6 separate regions of the Mus musculus genome follow, and all the other regions are linked to region 1. A link is a contact called in public Hi-C, HiChIP or PLAC-seq and promoter capture Hi-C data. All regions are on one chromosome and are shown on one strand. Each heading gives the region's core, a stretch centred on a gene start, on an enhancer-like site or on the middle of the called end of the contact. The rest is flanking DNA. Distances are from core to core; before and after follow the strand shown.

Region 1 (3,700 bases), core at 175-2,674:
GCTCAAACCAGCTATGCAACCAAGGATGACCTCGAACAACTTTTAATCCTCTTGCCTTCCATTCCAAAGTCCTGGGGTCACAGGCATATGCCACTACACCCAGTTTTTACGTACCACTGGGAATCCAACCCAGGACTGTGCATTCTAGGCAGGGACTCTGCTAACCAAACCACATCTTCAGTTGCCTAATGTCATTTGAGTTTCATGTAACCACATTTGTCAGGATTATTCCCTGTGCTAATGGAGACCTTTCCACAAAAGCCTTGCCTGTCTTGGGTCTACTTTCCCCGGCCCTGATCTCAGGCTTGGGATGGTGTGTTCTTTCCTTGCCCCTCTCTTTACCCTCCCCACTACTTTTCCTTTATATTTGCCCTTGCATCCCTCATTTCAGTTTTACCACAGCTGAGTACCGAATACTGACTATTTAAACATGTGTTTTGTATACAGCTGCTTCGGTCTATAGGCTGAACAATGTAAAAGACATTGCTACCAATCTCATTTGATGTTTTGAGAACACTGCAGCCCATAAAGGTAGACTTTGCCCACAGGGTCTCATAGTAATGGCTCAGTACCCTACCAAAAACTCTATCCTTAGTCACTGAGATACAAGCCAACGAAAGAAGGCTAGAACCTGAGGGTTCTTACAGGGCCCCGGTGTCTGGAGGAGGGCCAAGAAAGAATATTAGCCTCTGGAGAAGGTAAGGAGAGTCCCACAGAAGCCCTAAAATAACTAGGACCTAAGACAATGGTTCTCTTTTTTTTTTTTAATTAAAGATTTATTTTATTTTATGTATATGAGTACACTGTAGCTGAACAGATGGTTGTGAGTCTTTTTTTTTTTTTAGATTTATTTATTGTTATATGTAAGTACACTGTAGCTGTCTTCAGACACTCCAGAACAGGGCATCAGATCCCATTACAGGTGGTTATGAGCCACCATGTGGTTGCTGGGATTTGAACTCAGGACCTTAGGAAGAGCAGTCAGTGCTCTTAACCGCTGAGCCATTTCTCCAGCCCCAGGCAATGGTTCTCAACCTTCCTAATGCAGAGATACTTTAATACAGTTCTTCATGTTGTGAAGACCTCTAATAAAATTATTTCCGTTGCTAGTTCATAACTGCAATTTTGCTACTATTATGAATTGTGATATAAATATCTGATATGCAAGATATCTGATGTGTGACCCCTATGAATAGGTCGCTCAACAACCTTCACCCCCCATGTGTCTTGACCAACAGGTTGAGAACTGAGGACCAGGTCAGGAACATAAGGAATTTAGAAAGTGATTAGGCCGGATGCAAGGTCAATAGGTGACATTATAGCGTTCACACAGTGCTCCGGGCCTGTAAGCGTAGAAACAGGCCCGCCCACCAGGCCAAATTCCTGGGCTCCGCCCCAGCTCCCTGACAATCCGGAACCGATCCATTCGCTCAGCCCTCGGCAGCTCTTGTCGCGCTCTCACCTCGATTGGTCGAGCCCGAACCGTCATGGCTGCGCCCATGTAACCTGGATCCACCGCGGAGCGGGCAGTGGCGGTGCGGGCCCCCCGTCGAGTCGGGAGTCAACATGCTGCGGGCCGCGTGGCGTGCGCTGAGCTCTGTTCGTGCCCAGGCGGTGACACGGGCCCCAGTCCCTGCGCTGAGGGGCGGAAGTAGCGCCAGTCTGCTCTCTGCGCGCTGTGGCCTGCAGCCTCCGAGTGAGCCGCCGAGCTGGGTCCCAAGGGACTGGGCGAAGATGGAGGAGACCAGGCACCCGGAGACCCGAGAAAGGCAGTGACAGGATGAGAAAGAGGGTGATGGCTAGGGAAGGGGTGATGAGGAGGGAGATAGGGAAGTGAGGCGGTAGTTAGGTGCAGGTGCCTACAGTTCGTGGGAGAAGGGACATGAGGGGCTGTGTATGGCAGAGTCTCAGCCCTTTCTATTCTGCGTAGGTCTACTGCGCGCCGCGCGAGCATACGCCGCCGTCCAGAAACCAGGTACGAGGACTTGGGTTGTTGAGACTTGAGGCCGCCTGGAAGGCTTGGGGTGGACAAGGGAACAGAGGTGGCGCGCAAAGGGACAGGCCAAGACCCCCCCACATTCATTGTTTAGGGGTGCACGAGAAGGTAGAAGTAAGAGCTTTCGCGTGAAAGCACTCACTCATTTGACAATACAGATCACCAAAAGCTCCGCCTCGTTGTGTGCATCCCTACTGTGTCAGATGAGAGTGAGGTCGAAGCCCGAGGTCCAACCCAGTCCAGCTTGGCTGGACCCAATGAGTGTGTGGCTGGCAACACTAGCAAGAGTTACAATTCTAGGAATGTAACACTTTTTATCTGCTATTCTGAGAGGAAGGATGAAGTTTCCCATCCTAAGTTAGCATGCCTTAGGGCCCTCTAACAAACACATACTATTTGAGGCAAGTTTGCTTTTTTTGTGAACCAGCGCTGAAATGAGTGTCAAAGGATCCATTGGAACACAGTTAATAGGATTCAATCATGGCAGCGGTATGAAAAGCACCCTTAACCCCGTGCACAATAAACTGTGATATCATAGTCTTTATTGCTTCTAGTGTCCTTTGCATAGTGGCAGGACAGAGTCTGGCTTGAGAGGATAGATTATCTTGGTTGCGCTGGACTGGGTTGGACTACAGGCTTCAACCTCACTTCCAGTGACATAGTAGGAATGCACACACAGAAGCCGAGCTTTTAGTGATGCGAACTGGCTATTGACATTCCCTTAAAGCTAGCAGCACTTCCTCTCACCCTGTACTTCATTCATGTGGTCAACCAGCAAGCTTTGTTAAAGTGCTACTTCTAGACTAGACTATGGACTAGGCTGGGGAATCGAGGAGTTAAAGAGAAGCCAAACTCACTCCTGTCCACGGGAGAACCGATCCCAGTGAGGAATCTGATAACTGTAGAGCCAAGTCGGTTTGTGTTGCAGGCACAGTGGATGTCTTGAGAAAGGCCCCTTGTTTGCAGCATGCAACATGCAGGTGCCCACAAGGCTTGCAAAAGAGAAACTGAGCTAACCTAGTTTGAGACCCTTAAACCCTTAGGTACTTGCCACAGATTCGGGGAGTGAGTGAGAGGGATGGAGCCTGGGAGGATGGGAGTTCACGCTGAGTATTTTCTATCCTGTATTTGACAGTCCAACCCAAGCAGGACGATGAACCACCCTCCTCTGCGTTCATCAAAGAATACAAGGACATCATCCCCAACATAGAGAAGTAAGTGGAAAGCAACGTGCTTGTGGGTACAGGCGTTCCTGGGAGGATAGACAGGGAGTAGAAAAGGGGTGACCTAAAGACTTGGCCTGTTGTACTTGAAACTGGATTCTGTGGAGCCCTGGATGTGAGCACTGATGAGGGCCGCAGGTCTGATGGGCTCAGGTGGCCAGCTGGGCACCCGCTGCTCACAGAGCTCAGCTCGCCTTTTGTTTCTGGTACTCTGAGTGAAGACCTCACACTAACAGAGGCCAAAGAACTAACATGCTCTGCTGGTCTTGGTAGAAATCTCTCTTCTCAGGCTGGAGAGATGGCTCAGCAGTTAAGAGCACTGACTGCTCTTCCAGAGGTCCCGAGTTCAATTCCCAGCAACCACATGGTGGCTCACAAACATCTGTAATGGGATCCGATGCCCTCTTCTGGAGTGTCTGAAGACAGTGACAGTGTACTTATATACATAAAATAAATAAAATTAAAAAAAAAAGAAATCTCT
Region 2 (3,572 bases), core at 962-3,461, 630 kb before region 1:
GGTGCATGGGTCCTGTGAGCCCTTAGCTGTGGTCCCTGTGACAGTGGGGATGGTGTTGGGGTTGTGTCTGAGATGTAGAACTTCTTGTAGGACACTGTGCAGGAAAAAGGTGCTGGCTTCCCCTTTCATTTCATCTGATTCTTATAAAAGCACATGCATAATATATAAGGCATATATTTATGAAGATAATAAAACGAACACCAATATTCTCACTCTGGTCCAAGAACTAGAACATTCTCCAGGCATGGAAACCCTCCACGTCAGCCCTAGTCACACTCCAGGCTCCAGTGTGTCCCAAAATTGGATTTGTCACTGACCTGCTTTCTTTAAAAACTATAAAGTCTGTGGTGTGTGTGTGTGTGTAAATAAAACAGGCATTTATTTTACAACTCTCCCCATATTTGATTTGTATGGTTGTTTTCTCTGTGTAACTGCAGGAGACTTATTTCCAGGGCTGTGCAGTTCAACAGGGTGGTGTGATCCCTGCTATGAATCCAGGGTCAATGTCATACTGTAGTGAACATTCCCACTGTAGCTCCAGGGGCTCAAGGCCATGGTTTCTGGAAGGTTCATGTTTACAGGACAATCACAGGGTACACAAGGTGCAGGCAGCATGGCCTTGCTCTTTATAGCGTCATCCAGTTTCCAGATGTGTTGAGAGAACATAGTGACATCAGACCAGACCAGGCTAGACCTAGGGCAGTGGGGGTCAAGGACAAGGCACGGACCTAGGATAACTCAGGCCTATTGGGGGCCAAGCAAAAACAACTCTTTGTGTTCCTGCCCTGAGCTGCACCATTCTCACACTCTCTCCACTGAGACCCTGAGATACGTAGGGTCCCTGAGGATAAACAGGCGAGTCTCGAGGTCACCATGAGCAGCCTGGACTCTGCCTGGAGACCCAGCCTGCACCTGACCCCCTTTCTTCCTCACCTGTCCCCGTCAGCACCAGTAGTGGAGAAACTGAATGTTAGAGAGGCTGGCATGGTCAACACTGACTTATCCACTCAGTAAGTGCCTGAGCTGTGCCCTGACTCCCAGGTGGTCAGGATTCTAGGAAGAGGTGGAGCACGGGAGAGTCAACCAGCACTGCGTGTACCACCAGCCCCACACTAGAGATAGAGGATAAGAGGAAGCTGGGTACTAAGGAACACTCTAGACACTCCAACGGTGGCTACTGGAACACTACCTGATCCATTCATTAAATTGGTACCTGTCTGGAAAGGTGTCTGGGAAGGCAGAGACTTAGAACTAGGGATGAGACATTTTCTAGAAGCTTCCACTAACATCTGCGGAGGTAAGTGCCCTCTAAAGCTCATAAAGAGGCTTTTTTTTTTTTTTTGGTCCCCAGACAGGGTTCCTCTGTGTAGCCCTGGCTGTCTTGGAAGTAGCTCTATAGACCAGGCTGGCCTCAAACTCAGAGGTCCACCTGCCTCTGCCTCTGAGTGCTGGGATTAAAGGCATGAGTCACTACCATCCAGCTATGAAGAGACTCTAAGATGCTACCTTTGAACTCTCTGAGGAAGGTCTCAGGCCCCCAAGGACCTTTGGATGGGAATTTAGACTCTTACCATTTGCATTTTGCATCCTTGCATCTGCTGGAGATATGTAGCGAGCTGATCCAGCTCCACTCCGCCTGGCAGGGCTATTTCTCACTCTAAGTGATACATCAGCTCCAAGGATGGAGGTCACGCACTGAGTCACGTTGCCTTAGAGAGAATAGGAGTCACTAGACAGCTTGCTGAGGCTGCAGTTCCTGGGCCTCCTATAGGTCTGGGATTCCAAGGCTGGGATTCCAAGGCTGGGTGAGAGTCTGCTGCGCCCAGACATCTGTCTCCCTCGACATCACAAAGCTTAATTTTTTTTTTTCTGAGACAGGGTCTAGCTATGTAGCTCTAGCTGTTCTTAAACTCACTGTGCAGATCAGGTTAGCCTCTGATTATATAGTGTGTTTCCTCAGCACCCCCAGCTAGTGTCTGCTACAGGCTGGGGAGGGGGCAGGTTGCTCTCCCCACAACTGGTGACTCAGAGATCCAGGCTCCTCTGGTCTGGGGATTTCACCATTCTTAACTCATGTCTCCTAAGTCACTGAGAAAGGAGAGGAAAGCCCAGGGATACTCACTCCCCAGTGGTTTTCACAGCTGGCCTAGGAAGGATAGTTTTCCATTCTACTCAGTGCCCATTGGCCTAAACCCAGCCACATGATCCCAATCTGACTGCAAGGGAGCCTGGGAAATGTAGTCTTTTATTCAAGAACAGCAAATTGCCTTGAGATCTGGGGAGCAACTAGCCTTTTTTTTTTTTTTTTTTTTCTGTCATGGAGACTGGATCCATTCTGGTTCATAGGTTCCTGAACCTTTTGGGTAAAGAAGGTGGCTGGGCCGTGGCTGGTTCTGGAAGGCCTCACTGGTCACACTTGGGTCTCTCAGCTCATTTAGAAAAAAGTTTGACTTTTTTTGGGGGGGAGTGGGTTGACTATTATTCACTCATGGCTTCTCTGTCCCCATCTTGTCCAGCTGGAGCTAGACTGGCTCATGGGGTTCCTATAGACTGATCACTATGTCTGTTGAAGAGAGCATTTTGGCCTCGGTGGATTAACTCTGTAATCAAGTAGCGATGTCTGCCACAGTATAGGAGAGGCTGGTGCTGGTGTGAATGCCTTAGAGTGCAACCTCATCATAGCCACTATAGGGACACTCGTGACCCTCCACAGCTTGTCCTTGAATCCGATCCTCCACAGTCTGTCTCATCTCTACTTGCCACAGAATGAAGAATAGGTTTGGAACAGCTTCTGTGTGTAAAAAAGAGCCATGGCTATTAGCTGTCATCTTGATCATCCCATCTTGTTTGCTCCTGTGAGCCAAGCTGCTATGCCTATACCCCATCATGGTAAGGCTTCCTAGAATTGGGCTGAATGTGGGTGATGTGAATTGACCAACACAAATTAGAACCATCCTTATGCCTCCCTCTTTCCTGCACCTGGTCTCTATTAATACAGCTGCAGACTGTATTAGCCCCTCATTGATACATACACCTGTGCTACGCTGATCAACTCTCTAAAGCCCACGTGCCTGTCTCATATACATTACAATCTAGCCCTGTGTCTCAGCCTCTCCATCTTTGTTCAGATTCTCTTTACTGAAGATTGAGACCTTGCATTCACTCCTGTTTTATTTCATCTCGTGTGGTTCACCTTCAAGACTGCCAAGGTCCCCTTTCTTATGCCTTGAATGCTCTTTTGTCTGCTCCTAAATTGACTTTTCACAGCTGGTGAGAAGCCGGGGTTGGAGCGGTGAGCATTGTAATCACCGTCCTCACGCAGCACTGGCTCTGCCTGGTGCCGTGCACTTTGCATATAGGAACTCGCTAACGCTTCAGAGGGTTACCCGAGGCCAGACCCCAATCCCAGACGCGGGTGGAGATGCCCCCTTCAGCCCCGGTCCCTGGGACTCAGAGGCACGATATGATACAGCCTGGGTTTAACTCAGTGTCTTTCTAACCAGCCTTAATACTGCTAGCCCCAGCACCACACTGTCAGAGAGAGGGAGGAAATTCAAGGCCAAACTTGGAGC
Region 3 (4,150 bases), core at 395-2,894, 730 kb before region 1:
AGGGAGGGGCCATACTCTGTCTTACTATTTCCATCTTGGGACCAAAGCAAAGAAGGTGAGGCCATTCACCCAGTGTCTCCTAACCAGGAGGAGACAGCACCGGGGATGCCCAGGCAGATCTGCTTGGCTCCCAAGGCAGTGAGTGCTTTTCAGAACCATTACTGCCCCGTAGGAGGCCTGGCCCCTGCAGGGTTGGTAAGGCTGCCTGGGAGGATGGGCCCAGCGGGTGGCACTAGCTGCTGAGGTGAGCTAGCACTGCCAAGCCTACTTCTAAAAGTGACAGCTGGCCATTGTTTGCCAGGCAGCTGTGGGCTGCAGTTCCCACAAACTGGGGACGACTTAAAAAGCTGGGCTCTGTCTTAATCGATCTGCAAATGTACCGAGGAATTGAGGTAATTTCTCTAAATTTTACCCGTATTCAAATTCTAGAGGTAAGCATACGGGAAGAACAAGCCTGCTCATACACTGGAAGCAGAGAAAGGGCTGGCATTTTATGTTATTTTTACCCTGGGCATCAGGGAGGGAGACTCACCAGGAATACCTCATTACTTGAATTTTGAATATTTCTCTCGAGTTGAGCACAAAAGGAAGCTTGAAAAAAAAAAGTGAACACACTCACATGCTGGAGCCATCTCTCCTTTTGAATGTGTGACTCACACCGGCCTAGTTAGGTTTTAATAGCACAATTGTAAGAATCAATCAATCCTACGTAGATGTGTGTACTCAGAAGCGCTGAGGAAAGAAGCCATTCCCAAGAGTATTACGATCTCAAGACACTAAAATTATCTTTACCGAAGGACATTAGCTGCAAGCGGTAATGTCAGGTTTTTCTGTTTTTCTCACCTAAGCCCCAAGGTCAGGTCACAGGGATGACTGAGGAAGTGTTTGGGATGGAAGTGTTAAGAGAGCTCTAGAAAGAGACCAGTTAGTCATTGACATCCTTTTCCACCTCCACATGAGATGCATATGGCCACTAAGTAGTGTGGAGTGCAGCCTCAAGCCATGGGTTTTGCCACCAAATAGATCTAAGTCAGAACTCCCTCCCCTCTCTGATGCTGAGCCTGATGACTGTGGAGGTAACTCATCAGGCCGCTCCTGGCTCCCTACGATGAAGGTCAGGGGAAGGCAGGCAGGGAGGTGGACTACTTGTCTTTGGATGTTGAGCTTGGCCCATTGCCTTATTCCGGCAGATCTCAGAATGTGAGTGTTGGATCAAGTGACGTTTGAGTCCCACACAAGGCCCAGCAGAGTTCTCCTGCTTAGCTGCCTTAGTGGGTGTGCACCTCCTTTTAGGAGCTGGGCTTACCTTCCAACATGCCCTAATCAGAACCTCAGTCTCCTTGTGTTCCAAGGGTTTCTTTCCTGAGCATGCGAGCACACTATTTCCATCCTAGAGCATCCGTGCCTGGGCCCCCTTCCTCTTCCTCCATTCCTTCTCTTGACCTTTGTGTGTATAGGCTGTGCTTCTAAGCCCAGGAGAACTCCTGTCCTGAGAGAGTGATACCTTGCTTCTAAAGGTGGGTGGGTTGTGAGGCCTGGCCTAGATGCATTGCAAGCCAGGAGCTGCAGAAGCCAGGGCCAGCAGAAGGCAAACCTATAATTAATCCCCAGCATCCTCCCCACTATTGTCTCTTCCCCATTGAGAGCAGCCAATTAGCAGTTCCACATTTCTCTGCGTGGCAGCCGCTTATTAGAGAAGACAAAGGCAGCATTGATTCCAATTTGTCCCGTGTTTGGCTGTCTCTGAAGTTAAAGATTGCATTTAGGGAGCAGCAACGGAGAAGCCATGGAGGGGCAATGGCGAGGGAGCACCTAAGATTAGTTGAAATAATTTTAGCTCTATTGTGAATGGCTAAACTAAATATAAACAGAAGAGAGAAGAAAAATTTCCGTAATGTTAATTACCATAAGCATTAAGTATCCAAAAATGAGGCGTACAATTTGTTTGGTGACACTCTGATAATTAAATCATTTTCTCTCACGGAAGCTCCTTGCAGGTTTTCATGGAGCCTGGTTCCTCTGGGTGGCGTCTCTGGCCCCAAAGGACCTCCAGATTCTCATTCTGAGTTCCTGAGGCTGCGATTTCTCTCCAGCCCAGGTGAGCTGTGCTGTGTCACTGTTCACTTGAATGATGGCCCAGGTTCTGTGCAGCCTCAGGAAGGGAGACAGTCTAAGGTCTGGGCTTAAGTGAGTACCAAGAAGGCTCACTGCTCATCCATCCATCCATCCATCCATCCATCCATCCATCCATCCATCCATCCATCCATCCACCTATTCATCCATCCATCCATCCATCCATCCATCCATCCATCCATCCACCTATTCACCTACTCATCCATCCATCCATCCATCCATCCATCCATCCATCCATCCATCCATCCACCTATTCACCTACCCATCCATCCATCCATGCATCCATCCATCCATCCATCCATCCATCCACCTATTCACCTACTCATTCATCCATCCATCCATCCATCCATCCATGCTTTCTCATTAATGCATTCACTGTACATTTTTGAACATCTTTATTATGCAAAAAGACATTATGAATCATTGACAAAGAAATACTATTTTAGGCTGGAGAGATGGCTTAGTGATTAAGAGCACTTGTTGATCTTTGTAGAGGATCCAGGTACAGTTCCTAGCATCCACATTGGGGACCTTACAACTGGATCTAAATCCAGTCCAAGGTTTGATAGATGATAGATGAATGATTGATGGATACATGAATGAATAAATGGATGAGTAGATGCATGGAAGGATAGTGGTTGGGCGTATATATGGATAGACAGATGCACAGATGGATGCATACATACTTGAATGGATAGATAAAGAGGTAGGTAGGTGAATGGGTAGATAGTGGTGGATGAGTAGATAGGCAGATAGATGGGCACTATGCCATCTTGATGCCCACCTTAGCCCAGACCTTAAGCTTCCAAGATGGAAGGTTGTATCTCTGAAGAAATTATTACACCACACTGTCCTACCAAGTGTATAAGTTATGGCCATCCCCAAGGGAGCCAGCAGTCTTGGGTGACAGTGAGGAGGCTAAGAAGGAGTATGTGGAGAAGTCAGAGATGGAAGAGACAAGCAAATGTATTTAAGTACTTTCTTTGTACCCAACACTGTGCGCCCTGTCTTATCTGTTATCTCCTTTGTTCTCCACCTCAACCCCCACCCTGAGATTATTATCCTTGTTTTTACATCTGGGGCTTCTGACTCTCAGAGATGTGTCCAATTGGGAAGACCGGTCTGATGACTCAATGTGGGCTTCCTGCTGTCACTCAGTCCCTCTTCCTGGCCTGGAGCCTTTTTTCTCCCAGCTCCCTCAGCTTCATGATTCTTTTAGATGGCTTGTTCCAGCCACAGCTTTGCGTCCTGCTTCCCACAGATTGGGATCCATTTTCCCTTCTAACCACAATGTACGCTGTGCAGTTTATTTTGTATTCTTTCCAGTTGACCGCCTCTATGTACAACTGAAACAAAAATTCCACAGAACAACACATTAATATTTTCTGGGTGCAGGGTGCTATCATAACTGAGTTCATTCTGCTTTGCTTTAGCTTTGGTTACAAAATGCCAGGCAGACACTTGGAGACCTAGCTCTAGGTTTGCTCCTGTGTCCCAGGCTCTAGCCCTGTCTCAAAGGATATGGGCTGTCTACTGTGCTCTCTACATTCTAGCAGACACAGTGACCATCGCACTCTGTAGACACTGGTGCCTGGAAGGCTCATGAGAGCTCCAGACTTGCCTCAGTGCTAGATTGGTCCTTGTATGCCCCAGACCCCAGTGCTCATGGAGAAAACCCAGTCTAAAGGCCAATACCCACAGAGCCAGGCATAGAGCTGGGTTCTAGATAGGCTCACACTGGCATATGTTCTACTGGAGCCGGGGTCTGGGCCTGTTTCAGTAAGCCTCAGTATATGATCAGTTGCTATAGACCCAGGTTTCAGACTCAGTCTCACCCCTGTGGGCTGAGGCTTTACAACAGCACTAGATCAATACCAGTGCATCCGTCCTCCACACAGCTCCTACACATTCAGGTTTCTGGCTACTCTTGTGGCTCTAGATGTCACGCTTATTCAGTACTAGTCTAGTTCAGTCTCTACACACTATCCTCAGGGTCTGCCTCAGTCCTAGGCTATCT
Region 4 (4,022 bases), core at 1,066-3,565, 750 kb before region 1:
ATGCACCCAGTCCCCACCCAGCTCTTGTAAGCTGTGTGTCTGTCCTCATAGTTGAATCCTGTTCCCTGGGTTCATGACCAAAGCTAATGAACAAAAGAAGTCATAGTGTATCATCATGTGACAGATTCTTGGGTGGTACACCAAGGCCACTATGGGAACCTGGAAATACTGCACTCTAGTTTTGCCCCTCCCCCCTCTTCTGTCTGCCATGGTCCTAACTTCCGGTAAGCCTACAGAATGGGGCATATCTTTAGGCTTCATAGCTTGTACCTGTGTGGCCTTGGGTAGCTCCCTTCCTTTCTTCGAGCTCCCCATTCCTTATCTGGGAGATGAGGGGTTTGAGGATAATGATTCCCAGAGGTCCACTTAGAAATAAAATGGAAAACAAGAGGCCTTGAAGACAAGGGGGTTATTATGGTGGCCAAATCATGCTAGGCCTCCTCTCCCCTCTGCCCGGGGCTGCCACAGTACTGCAGGGCTTGGCACTAGAGTCGCAGAAAACTCTCAGCGCAAGGGCCCTGGGCTCTCACCTTTGGAAAATGGTGCAATTTAATGGTAATGCAATTACAGATGTGCCGAGATTGAAACGGCCCATCTTATCTCAAACTCATCTTCCCCACCAAGTATCAGGGCAGGTGCTGATCCCTAATAGCTGCTGAAATGAATTCACTAGGCAGCTGGGGGCTCCTGGAGAGGAGAGGAGAGGAGAGGAGAGGAGAGGAAAGGAGAGGAGGGGAGGGGAGGGGAGGGGAGGGGAGGGGAGGGGAGGGGAGGGGAGGCAGCTGGAAGAAAGGAGGAAGGAAGCAGGGTGAGGGAGAGATTATAAGAGAGGGAACAGAGGGCAGGGACCAGCAAGAAATGGCTAGATGAGAGAGAGAGGGAGGGAGGAAGGGAGGAAAGGAGGGAGGAAGGGAGAGAGAGAGAGAGAGAGAGAGAGAGAGAGAGAGAGAGAGAGAGAGAGAAAGGGAGGAGATCGTTTCATTTCTAAAATTTCAATAAGTGGGGTGATGGAAGAAGGTGGAGGAATGAGGATCCAGAAAGGTGAAGAGGAGGAAAAAAAAGATCAGGAAGAAGAAAGGAGCCTGTGAGAAAAGACAAGAAAATAGAGAAGATAGAGAAAATAGTGGGAGAGGAAGAAGGGAAAGAGAAACATAAGGGGAGGAAGGACAGAGAGCAATGAGGTAGGCAGGGGTACTGGAGAGATGGAGATGGTGGGAGGATACTGCAGGGGAGATAGCAAAGGAGGATGTCAGAATGAGGGGAGGAGGGGAGGTAAAGGGGGAGAGGGAGGGGGGAGGGAAGGAGGTTTGGAAGAATGCTCAGTGAGTGAAATGTTTGCTGTGTAAGCAGAGAGACCTAAGTTTGGATTGCCTGTACCCATATAGAGCCAGGTACCAAGTGTGTGTGTGTGTGTGTGTGTGTGTGTGGGGGGGGGGGGGTGTACGTGCACCGTGCGCATGCGTGTGCACGTGCATGTGTGTGTGACTCCAGTGCTAGGAAGTGGAGACAGGAAGATCCCCAGGTTCACTGGCCAGCTAGTCTGGCCAATGGGTGAGGACCAGGTCCAGTGAGAAGAGACGGTGCCTCAAAAAAACAAGGTGAGGGAAATAGAGGAAGAAATACCAGGTCTACCCCTGGCCTACACACACAGATACAGACACACAGACACAGACACAGACACAGACACAGACACAGACACACACACACACACACACACTCACATTCACAGATGAAGCAGGAGGAAGGAATGTGAGAGACAGGAAGGGCTAGACAAGGGTAGGAGAAGGAAAGAAGGAGGGAAGGAAGGAAGGAATAGAGGTCGGGAAGGAGAAGTCAGGTAAAAATGTCAGGAAGGTAAGATGTAAGATAGGTGTGTGGGGAGCAAGGGCTGGCGGGAGATGGATGTTGCTGGGGCAAGAGAAAGGCAGATGAGGAGAGAGGGGGTGAGGGCAAAAGAGGAGGGAGAGGGAGTAAGGAGAGTGGGATGGAGAGGGTGGGGGAGAGAGAGAGAGATTGATTGGAGGTCTATTTCTGAAATCTTGTCTTCTTAGGTCCACCCACTTGAGGAAGAGACCAACAATGTGCTTTCCAGGATGAAGCGAGCATGAGAGGAGGCGCTTGGAAAATCTGACTTAACTAAGAAGGGATAGGGAATCCTTGATAGAAGACCTGCAAGTATCAAAGACCCAGATCTAGACCCAGCTGCTCGCATCCGGGCCTCTGTAGATTCAGGACGGCGGACAGAACCTCGCGGGCCTGGGTCTCCTTTCCTCTCGCAACAGCACCGCAGAGAGCGCCCTTCAGCACCGCGGACAGCAATCCTGCTGGGGTCAGAGCTTCCACCCAGCCTCTGCCTGGAAATGGCTCTTTGGGGCAGTTGGGATGCAGGCCCGCGAGCGGCTGAATAGATCAATTATTTTTCAGAACATGATTTTGATCCCGATGTTACTTCTCAGGATCACTGAGTGGAAAGGGCTCGCGGAGAAAATGGCATTTTTTATCACCCTGGCAAAATGCTCCCGCACTGATGAGATGAGGCGCCCGGCGAGTGCGCGCGCGCACTTGTGATACATAACTAACCAGAAGCATAATCTTCTAAATTGAAAGCCATAATGTTTGCTGTTGGAGCTAAATATTAACAGGGCGTTGTCTCCCCCAACGACCCTCGGGAGACAGCTGGCTTAGCGGGAGGCTGCCGTCATATTCAAGCAACTTGATTAAATTCCTTTCTGCCATCAGAATTAAGAAATGAATAGTTTTATGAGAGTCATGCCACAGAGGACAGGAAAATGAAATGTTCAGGAAAGAGAGCAGGAGGGTTGCCTGCTCTGTGTTCCTGTAGGGAGTGCTGTCAATCTACCTAGAAGGGGTGGGCTCAGTATTGTGTATGATAGGCAGTCTTGACTCCTCTCTGGTCATAAAACACACTGTGGAGCCTCCTTAGGAGATCTCTCAGTTGTTCATGGGAGAGGCAGCAAATTGTGTGGCTGACTTCATGATCTCCGGATCTAGAACCACTGTATTCAAATCCCATTGTTATTCCCAAGTTGCTGTGTGATCTTAGGCAAATTATCTAACCTTTCTGTGGCAAAGCTTTTCTAGTTGTAATAAAATGAATTTATCTCAGTACTTAACCTGTGGAGTGTCTGTGTGGATTTATTGAGTCCCAAGACTCTTAGGACTGCTCTTTAACTCAGTAAAGAATATATAAACATACTAGTGTTATCATTAGTATTAGGAATAGGTCATACTACATAAAATTGTTTAGTAGGTAGAAGGAAAATCACATTACCAGCAACTTAATGTGATATATGATTAATGTTATTTGTGCAGCAAGATTTTTGTCTGTTGTGGCCACTCCTTCCCACCGATATGATTCTTCTGTTCTCAGAAAAGATGAAAGCATGATTTTTTTTTCATCTGTAAAGTGGATCTGGCAGCCACCTCACAGGATTATTGAGAACATTAAGACAACTCAAAATTGCAATAAAGCTGACAGGGCTCAGAAGGTAGGAGAGCATGTCTGGAAATCAGCTCCCGAAATATACTTTGTACTGGAAAAGAAACAGTCACGGGGGGTGGGGGGTGGGAATGAGAGGATCCCAGATAAAGTCAAGTGGGGTGGCACATTCCTATAACCCCAGCACTCAGGAGCCTGAGGCAGGAGGACCAGAAGTTTAAGGGTAGCCTGGGCTACAGAGCAAGACCCAGTCATAGATAACATCCACACAGATAGACAGAGAAACAACGTTAGTCTCAGACTCAGCAAGTCTTTTTTTTTTTTTTTTTTGGAAAAGGAACTCAAAAACAAATTATTGATGAGTCACCTTAAGGTTAGCTAGCTGCTGTGTTCACTGGTGAAATCTGCTCAATGCTCTCAAGAATCCTGAGGAGCTAGGGGATATGGCTAGTGTAGAGTGCCTGCTTAGCACAGAGGAAACCCTGGTCCCCAGAACAGCACATAACTGGGTAGGAGATGGAGGCAGGAGGATTAAGAGTTCAGGGCTATCTCTGCTTACATA
Region 5 (4,110 bases), core at 119-2,618, 560 kb before region 1:
GCCGCTGCCCGGTGACAGATCCGTTTATTTATCTACTGTATCGGTACCGCTTTGTCTCTGTCAAAAAGGTCATTAAACTCGCCTAGCTGCGTAATTCGCAGCCTCCTGCTCCTGCCTCGCTTCACAGCCCTTCTCTTCCCTCAGCACCCAGCGCCACTTGAAAAAAAATTTATTATTGGTAATAAACAACATTTCTTTTTAACCCTTTCGGCTTCCCCCCCTGTGTATCCTACTCTGTCCCATGAACAATACAGTTTCTCTGTATTGTTTCTCAGGAGGAATCCGGGAGGGGGCTCCAGTTCCTCCCGCATAGTTGCGGAAGAGGACTGAGAACCCAGCGGGCTCCAACTCCAGCGGCCCTCGAAAACGAAGGCTTTTGCGAATTTTCTCAGTAGTCCTCCTACTGATGGTGCGTGGTCAAGTCCTACCTTCCACGCAGAGGGTCTGGCCTGGTGTCTCCCTCACGGTTAGTTTCTGAAGCTCCGCATTCCCTAGTTCAGCTCCTACGGTTCTCTGATTTCTACTCCCAACCCCACTCCCTAAACCTCCAAGCCCTGGGCCAGCCCTGCTTTCCCAAGGGCTAGAGATCAAGAGTGAAAAACAGCTCCAGGTCAGTCTCCTGCCGCCGCCGTCCAGCCAGCGTCGGCCGCGTGGGAGCTGAAAGGCGAGGCTCCGCAGACGGCAGGCTCCGGGTCTCGCGGCTCTCGGCGGGCGCGTCTCTTCCAGCTGGTCGGGCCGCTGGGTTGCCGCCGTCTCCCAGCTCCTGGTGCCAGCTCCGCCGCTTTACGCTTGGCTCCCCGGCTCAGTGCCTTGCCCTGGGGGCGGCAGGGCAGATGGGGACGCCTCAGCTGCGGAGGATAGTCTCCATCCTCCGGGTGTCCCCCCTCCCAAATCCTGTCCAGGGTCCCTTTCCCCGCCCCCTGCGCAGGTGTGAGCGCGCAAGTGTGCACCCGGGCGAGTGTGAGTGGGAAGCGTGTGTGCGCGGGGGAGTACGCGGAGGGAGCGCGGGCGGCGGGCGGCGCGGGAGGCGGGAGGCAGGGCGCGGGGGAGGGGGCTGGGAGGGAGTGTGTGCGCGCGTGCAACTCCACTCCGGGGCTTTGTGCGAGCCCGGGCGATAGCATCAGCGGCGGCTGGAGGAGGAGCGGCCGGAGACGCGTGCAAGCCCGCCCGGCAGCCGGGGCAGGTGGGAAGCCCGCGCGGGAGCCGAGCCGACGCGAGCCGGAGACGCCGCAGCCGAGTCCGAGCGGAGCCCGGGCGGAGCCCAGGAGCCTTCGCTCGCGGGCGGCCCGTGGGCGGCAGCCGAGGCGGGGCGGGCGCCGGCGGGGCGGCCCCCCAGTAAGATGTGCGCAGCGCCGCGGGGCGCCCCCCACTCGCAGAGGCGCTCCGGAGCCGGGCGGCTGGGCCAGGCGGCGCCTCGGGGGCTGCTGCGCGCCCGCGCCTAGAGCTGCCGCCCCAGGGAGCCCGCCACGGCCGCGCCCCGGGCACGCTCCGTGGCGCCCAACGATGACCGCTCCCTGGCGGCGCCTCCGGAGTCTGGTTTGGGAATACTGGGCCGGGTTCCTAGTGTGCGCCTTCTGGATCCCAGACTCGCGCGGGATGCCCCACGTCATCCGGATCGGTAAGGGCTCCCCTAGAGCCGGGGGTCTCTGCGCGCTCGGGTGGGGACGGGAATTGGGGGATAGTGGTGCTCTGAACGTGATCCGAAAGATTGTCCCAACCTCCCTCTAGGCTGCAGGGTTCGGGTGTCTGCTGGGAGCTCTTAGAGGGGGAGGACAAAGTTCCAAAGCCCGGGTCGCGGGGCCTTACGGGGAAGAGGCAACCGGGCCGCGGTGGCTAGGGAACCTGGATACGCTCCGGGGTAGGCGACGCGGTGGAGTGTGGCGAAGGTTCTAGCCCTAAGCCAGCGCCTCGGGGGAATTTCGCCGCGACTGCTGGCAAGGATGGCCGCAGACCTAGTTCTGGGACTGGCTTCTGCGCAGAGTGGGAGCCCTGGGGAAGGCGCCAACTTCTCTCCCCCCCACGGGCACCTCGCTGGAGCAAGGGGTACAGGGGATGGATTCGCCGGATTAGGATGGCGGATTTCCTTGCCCCTAGTTGGCCGAGGCTCGGGGCAGGAGAGGGTCAGTCCCCTGCTTGTCGCTAGAGCAGGTCCCCCAGGCCCAGGCCTCTTTCGATGAGGAGTAACCGAGACTGGGAAAAGGAAGCGCAGGAGGCAACCCTGCGCAGCCGGGGACGAGGGTTGCGAGTGGCTTTTAAAGTTAGCCGAAATCCCTCCGCAGCTGGCGGCGGCTGGCAGTCTGCGCGCGGCTTTTTGGGGCTCTGGCTTCTCGGCTTCTCTCACCGCTGCAGATTTCTTACTCTGGGCTTTAACTTTGTTGTGGCCGCCGGAGGCACCCTGCGTGGCAGCGCTCAGGGCTGGGCGGGAGCCCACGCGAGTCTTTAGCCCACTCACTTCTCGGGGCTGAGCTAAGCTGGGCTACCCAGGAGCCATCGTTACCGTGGGCGGCCCGCACCAGGCCGGAGACCTGGGCAGCTCGGGCTCGCGAGACACCAACATCTGGTGCGCAGCCTACCGAGCTCTACCGAGACAAGGCAACCTTCCTCCTCCTCCTCCAGGACTCTCTTCAAGGGGCTGCCTTTGCTTCTGCAAGAGCGGACTTTATGTGGCCGGCAGTGCGACGAGGATGCAGGAAACTCGGGCCAGGCTTGGTTTATGGGTACTTGAGGTTTCTCCTAGGAGGCAGTCCTCTCGTTCACTCTACCCGGAGCCACGTCCACTTGAACTCAGCTTCAGAACGGGAACAGAGAACGATCCTCAGATCTGCAGATGTTGAGGTCTTCCAGTGCCTACAGTCCGATTCCGGACCAGGATGGGCAGGCACAACACCCTGAGGCTCCTAGGGAAGGGAGGGGGGGGGATCTGGGGACAGACCTCACAGTCAAGTTTAACCCTTTGAAGTCCAGGTGTCTGGGCTGCCACGAATGTTTCCTGTCTATTACTGCCCCAGAACTGGCTTGGCCACCATTCTAGCTAATCGTTTAGTAGTGGGCCACCGCTTTTTTCATTTTTATTATTTCCTCTCTCAGTCCTTGTGGTTTTGGGGGACCTTCATGGTAGAGTGTCCTTGAGATAGAGAGGGGACCTCGAAGGGTGCTGTGTTTCCCCCACCCCCACGCTTTGCAGGCCTGTCTTCCTTGGTCTTTCCCCTCCAGAGGGTGGGGTGGGTGTGTTTCCAGCCCAGTTTCAGGAATGGAAATCTTTAGAAGCCTAGAGAGACAGGAACAGGTTAACCACAGCCTCAGAGATATGGGCTGCAAATGGGCAGGGTAACTAGACCTCACCTGCTCTTGCCACTGGGACAGTATATAGAGGTCTGCTCATTGCCCGGAGAAAGAACACATTCCAAACCCGTCCCTTTCGTGAGTCACAGTGTAATAGCGCAATTAGGGACGGCAGAGCCCCCTCTCTTCTAATCTTCTTCATATTAAGCCCTAGGATTAATTAGCGTGTCGGCCCAGACCATTTATATCCAAGAGCCCTGCCCTATTTGACTCCCAGCCCGAGGACTGGGGTGCTGTACTGATGCCAAACGTGACTACTGGAGCAGGGCCAGCTTTGGGTGGAGGATGGGAAGGATTTGAGGCCTCTGGGCTTCTTTGGAGCTGCCTGTCCTTCTAGAGCTTGAAGTTGAACCTCAGCTGGAGGTAGAGCACCAGGAATAGGGAAGCAGAGTGAGGAGGAGGAAGAGGAGGAGGAAGAGGAGGAGGAGGAGGAGGAGGAGGGGAGAGGAGGGGAGGGAAGACATGCTGCAACCCAAAGATACTACTGCCTTGGCTAGGCTGGATGCAGTCTCTCTATCCCCATCTCTGGGATCTGAGGCCTCTCTCTTGGCTGGGGCTGCAGGGATCGAGGCCCTGGAAACTGAGCTTCTCTGAAGCATGCTGGGTGCTTCTGCTGGAGCGGCTGGAGCTTGGAGCCCGAATCCCTCCTCCAGCAGCCAGGCGTCGTCGCTGAGCACAGGACCAGAGAGGGTTTACCTGCAGGTGCAAGATGGGCTCTCTGGCCTGGGGAGGGTGTTCCCCGCCCCTTCTCTTTGTGCCTCTTTTGGG
Region 6 (3,662 bases), core at 535-3,034, 710 kb after region 1:
GAGGGCTCCCAGGTAGCGCTCCAGGGTGGGGTTTCGGCTCTCTGCCTGGTTCAGAGCTGGCTCACAATCCGAGGCCATGATGCCCGCCTTGCCCAACTGTGAACACAAGAGGGACTGAGCATCCCTCTGCAGAGGAGGGGCGGGGGCGGGGGTGGAAGTGGAGGATGTAGGGAGGGATTAGCACAGAGGGAGGGGGGGTGGATTTGGAAGGGTGGCTTCCTCATGACTGACCTCCCTTGGGGGAGCCCCTTTAAGAGGCTGGACCTACAAATTCTTTAGGATGAAGAAGGGACCCTGGTCCAAGGTCACCTCCAGAAAAGTGGGATATGAGGACCATGCATGCCGCTGCTCAGCTGGACAGCTTTCCTCACCAGTCTAGAAGTGGGAAGGAGCTGGCCCAACTGCTCAGCAGCCCCTGGCACCAGACACCGGGTTTTATCTCTCTCCAGGAGGCACACGAGGAGTGAGCGGTGAGGACAGACAGGGAGGAATGCAGACAGACACGGGTCAAGTTCGATTATCCGGACTCACGCCGACAAGGAAGAAAAGGACATTCTAGGGTTCCTTTCCCCTCCCTTCTTCAGAGAAAGTAGACTGGCTTCAGCAGGAGTGAGAAGGCAAGCTCTCCAGAGAAGGCTTTGAAGACTCCCCTGTGGACCCACCCCTCCAGCCAGGGCTCTTAATCGCCCCCGCAGCCTCCTTGCCTTCTCTTCTTTCCCTCCCTCGGGCAGAGGCTGCAGAGGCTGCAGAGGCTGCAAGAGCAGGAGCTGCAGCTGCTGCTGCAGCAGCAGCAACATTAACCCCTTGTGCTCCCTGTACTCTCCCTGTCCGTCCCGCTAACAGCCTGTGGGTGCCGGCACTGGCTGGAGAAGGAAAGAGGGGTCGGGTGGCTCTCAGGATAACAGAATCCAAAAGCCGGATAATCGAAGCGGGGCTGCAGTGATGGAGAGATGAGAAGGGGAGAAGGGATCCTGGCGGTCACCACCTGTCCCGCCGCAGCCAGGTCACAACACGACATTGATGAAGTCGAACGACAGGGCAGCGATGAGATCACACTTCACGATGGCGCGGTGATGTCACGGAGAGATCACAGCGAAATCACGACATGAAGGGGACAGCCCCCAAATATGATAGGGCAAATTTAAAAAAATATATAGGTAGATAGATAAATACTGAAAGGGGTTGTGACAAAATGGAGTCTCGACAGGGTACGGTGATGTCGAGATATGGCACGATGGAGTCGCGATAGGGTCCCTGGGGAGTCTCGGCATCGATCAGCGCCGGTTCGGAGAGGCTCCGGCTGAGATGCAGGGGAGGGCTTGAAGGGGGCTGAGCTCACCAGGCTGCGGCCCCGAGCGGCGAAGTCTTTCTCCGGGCGCGATGCTCCGGGAGCCTGGGGCTGCTGCTCACGCCGCGTTGCCCACTCTTGGCTCCAGGCTGCTACAGCTCCACCCCCACCCCCGCATCGCTCTCGACCAATCGGCGCTGGGCTCACTCCGCACTCTGACCAATGGCACAGCAGGGCGCTAAGCAGTAGGGGGGCGCCTCCGGTGCGGCCATCTTGCTTGTGGGCAATTGCCCGAGTCTGGGGCCTGAGTGCTCGAGCTAAGGAGGAAAGGTGCGGGCCGCCCCGCAAGGGCTCGCGGCCAAAGGCTGAGGGCCCGGACGTCCTCGCTTGTGCGTAGCTCTCCCCTCAGCGCCGCCCCTCCTCCCACTTTTGGGCTCGCGGCTGGAATTGCGCTTCCGGAGGGTGGGGGCAGGAGGACTGGCTCAGCGTGAAGAGTATGTTTCCGGGTTGAGCCCCGGGAGGTGGGAAGGAGGCGGCGTTTCCGGCCGCGGTCGCTGTCCAGGGAGGCTGAGGCAAGAGGGAGCTGTCCGGGTGGGGAGCCAGCACTTCCTTCTTCCTCCTCTGCGTGAGGGGAGAGAAGGTTGGGGGTCCCCGAGCCCATGGATCGGGAGGAGGCGGAGGCCGCCGAGAGCCGGCACCCCTCTATGTGGCCCTGAGCCCCGGTAGGTGGCCGGGGCGGCTGACTGCCAGGCCGAGGACCAGGAGCTCAGGGGAGGGGCAGAGGCGGGACGGGCGATGCCTCGGGTACGCTGGTCCGGCGTTGGGACCCGGAGATGGCGCTCCTGGCTGGGACAGGACAAATCTGCTGCTTCTAGCCTTGCAGGTGCCAGAGTCCCAATCTGAACCCCTCCGCTTTGGGACTCAGGCCTGGTCAGGCAGCTCCCTCTATTCCCTGACATATGGGCAGACCAGGCTGAGGCACTGCGGTCCTTATGATACTCTCGACCTCTGCAGCCTCGTCCCGAGTTGCTGTCTCTGGTGTTTGATGATCTTCCCATCGAGATTAAAAGAAAAGAAAAGGGAAAAAAAAAAGTTGATACAGAATAAAGGGGGCGGGGCTGGGCTCGTTGGCGAAAACCTTCCTCCTTGAGAATTTTGACAATTATGCCCCTTAGAGGGTCCTGCGGTGGCTGCAGTGAGCACAAAAAGCGAACTGAAGGAAGTCAAAGTAGAAGACCTCAGGCGGGGTTCCAGGAATGCTTTGCCTGGTCTCATCTCACGGTGGTTGTGCCCAACTGACAATAGAAGCTGTTAAAGCTCCTTAGCTGACTCTCCTTGTGCTATCTTGTGATTAACAGACTGGAAACTAGGAACAAATTGGAAAGACGACCTCCTAGAACAATCTGTTCATTTTTCCAGCTATTTGGAAAACAGTGTTTGCAAATATAAGCAAAGCTATTCATGCAGTCTGTTCTGTAACTTTCTCAAACATCTAGGACTTTTTTCTTTCTTTCTTTCTTTCTTTCTTTCTTAAAGCTTTATTCTTGATTACTCACACCCGTTGAATAGACCGGCTCTGTCGTTATTCAAACATATCTTATCGCTGTGTATATAAATGGAGTTCCACGTATGTAGCTGACAGACTGAACTATGATACATTCCCCATCAACCTGAAGTATTAAGTAAACATTACCCCCTGCTGTATCTGAACAGCTGCTGCAACAGCGTGCTTTTATTTCGGGTGTACTTGTAACGCCCTAAATGCCAGAACTACCGGGAGCTTTTCTAGATTTTCATTTGTCGAGTATTGTGGGGGTGTGTGTGTTCTCTCCCTGGGTTGCTACCCTTTGATTTGATAACAAACATTTTGGGTCTTAGCAGTGTTTTGTCGTTCCTGCCTCTGGTCAGCAAGCCTTTAACTGGACCCTAGCAGTGATTTGTGCCCATAGGCAATTGTAGGTTTGAGCCGAGTAAATGGCTAGGAGTGCAAATGAGATTAGCTCTGCCTCTCCCATGCACTTGTAACCAGTTTGCTAGTCCAATGGTATTTATTACTCCTGTTTTCAAAGCCTTCTCCTTTCTTTTTTGCTTTTCCCACCCACGTGCCAAGATATTGATGACAGGTGTTGAGTCACCTTTAGTTTTAAATCCTTTTGTGGTAGGCAGAAACGAGAACACACTCACGAACACACACACATACACTCTCTCAGCTCCATCCTGGGAGGCTAGCGAAGTTTCCGAGTATAGCTTCTTAGGCTACACCTCATGATCTTTTCAATGTGTTTGTGGCCTACACACCTCTTTTCTGACCCATGTGCCCTAATGTACAATTACGGGAAAACTAGACTAGGAAAGGGTAGAAGAGAGTGAGAGA

What was found. Promoter capture Hi-C pulls out the DNA fragments that hold promoters and counts their contacts. Hi-C and Micro-C count contacts between places; a contact is called where the count stands out from the background. HiChIP or PLAC-seq counts read pairs in DNA pulled down with a chosen protein or histone mark.
Region 2: a contact with region 1 is called in a promoter capture Hi-C map of stem cell-derived epiblast-like cells, with 3 times the contacts expected there. The contact joins the enhancer-like site here to the promoter of Mrps15 in region 1. A contact is called at or near these places in 3 of 39 promoter capture datasets (cranial neural crest, hippocampal neurons and stem cell-derived epiblast-like cells), 2 of 115 datasets of contacts at active chromatin or transcription factors (bone marrow-derived macrophages and stem cell-derived neural progenitor cells) and 1 of 9 other capture datasets (embryonic stem cells).
Region 3: a contact with region 1 is called in a Hi-C map of forebrain, with 5 times the contacts expected there. The contact joins the enhancer-like site here to the promoter of Mrps15 in region 1. A contact is called at or near these places in 3 of 39 promoter capture datasets (cranial neural crest, hippocampal neurons and stem cell-derived epiblast-like cells), 1 of 484 Hi-C or Micro-C datasets (forebrain) and 4 of 115 datasets of contacts at active chromatin or transcription factors (astrocytes, embryonic stem cells and large pre-B cells).
Region 4: a contact with region 1 is called in an H3K4me3 HiChIP or PLAC-seq map of neural tube, with 5 times the contacts expected there. The contact joins the enhancer-like site here to the promoter of Mrps15 in region 1. A contact is called at or near these places in 3 of 39 promoter capture datasets (cranial neural crest, embryonic stem cells and hippocampal neurons) and 2 of 115 datasets of contacts at active chromatin or transcription factors (astrocytes and neural tube).
Region 5: a contact with region 1 is called in an H3K4me3 HiChIP or PLAC-seq map of embryonic stem cells, with 11 read pairs. The contact joins the promoter of Grik3 here to the promoter of Mrps15 in region 1. A contact is called at or near these places in 3 of 39 promoter capture datasets (cranial neural crest, embryonic stem cells and hippocampal neurons) and 4 of 115 datasets of contacts at active chromatin or transcription factors (astrocytes, embryonic forebrain, embryonic stem cells and 1 more).
Region 6: an H3K4me3 HiChIP or PLAC-seq map of bone marrow-derived macrophages shows a contact between it and region 1, with 2.7 times the contacts expected there. The contact joins the promoter of AU040320 here to the promoter of Mrps15 in region 1. A contact is called at or near these places in 2 of 484 Hi-C or Micro-C datasets (CD4 T cells and CD8 T cells), 2 of 115 datasets of contacts at active chromatin or transcription factors (bone marrow-derived macrophages and memory CD8 T cells) and 1 of 9 other capture datasets (adipose tissue).

Annotation. Positions count from the first base shown.
Region 1 is chr4:126,045,504-126,049,203 of GRCm38.p6, forward strand. It overlaps Mrps15 (mitochondrial ribosomal protein S15), which reads left to right and starts at 1,425. Exons shown (of 8, transcript NM_025544.2): 1 at 1,425-1,696; 2 at 1,931-1,975; 3 at 3,132-3,210. The coding sequence starts at 1,567.
Region 2 is chr4:125,412,315-125,415,886 of GRCm38.p6, forward strand. No RefSeq gene overlaps it. Among named protein-coding and RNA genes, the nearest start is that of Gm40247, 32 kb to the left of the region's middle. Within about 2 kb of position 2,212, at least 34 of the 459 cell types and tissues checked have an H3K27ac peak or open chromatin away from gene starts, as enhancers often do.
Region 3 is chr4:125,317,882-125,322,031 of GRCm38.p6, forward strand. No RefSeq gene overlaps it. Among named protein-coding and RNA genes, the nearest start is that of Gm32696, 6.4 kb to the left of the region's middle. Within about 2 kb of position 1,645, at least 13 of the 459 cell types and tissues checked have an H3K27ac peak or open chromatin away from gene starts, as enhancers often do. A contact at or near this core is called in forebrain, where this site is marked.
Region 4 is chr4:125,298,411-125,302,432 of GRCm38.p6, forward strand. Gm46869 (a long non-coding RNA gene) reads left to right here. Exons shown (of 4, transcript XR_001784438.1): 4 at 2,052-3,134. Among named protein-coding and RNA genes, the nearest start is that of Gm46869, 9.9 kb to the left of the region's middle. Within about 2 kb of position 2,316, at least 48 of the 459 cell types and tissues checked have an H3K27ac peak or open chromatin away from gene starts, as enhancers often do. A contact at or near this core is called in neural tube, where this site is marked.
Region 5 is chr4:125,489,328-125,493,437 of GRCm38.p6, forward strand. Grik3 (glutamate receptor, ionotropic, kainate 3) reads left to right here and starts at 1,369. Exons shown (of 16, transcript NM_001081097.3): 1 at 1,369-1,618. The coding sequence starts at 1,504.
Region 6 is chr4:126,751,986-126,755,647 of GRCm38.p6, forward strand. It overlaps AU040320 (expressed sequence AU040320), which reads left to right and starts at 1,785. Exons shown (of 21, transcript NM_133886.2): 1 at 1,785-2,010. It overlaps Ncdn (neurochondrin), which reads right to left and starts at 1,444. Exons shown (of 7, transcript NM_011986.4): 1 at 986-1,444; 2 at 1-96. The coding sequence starts at 1,018.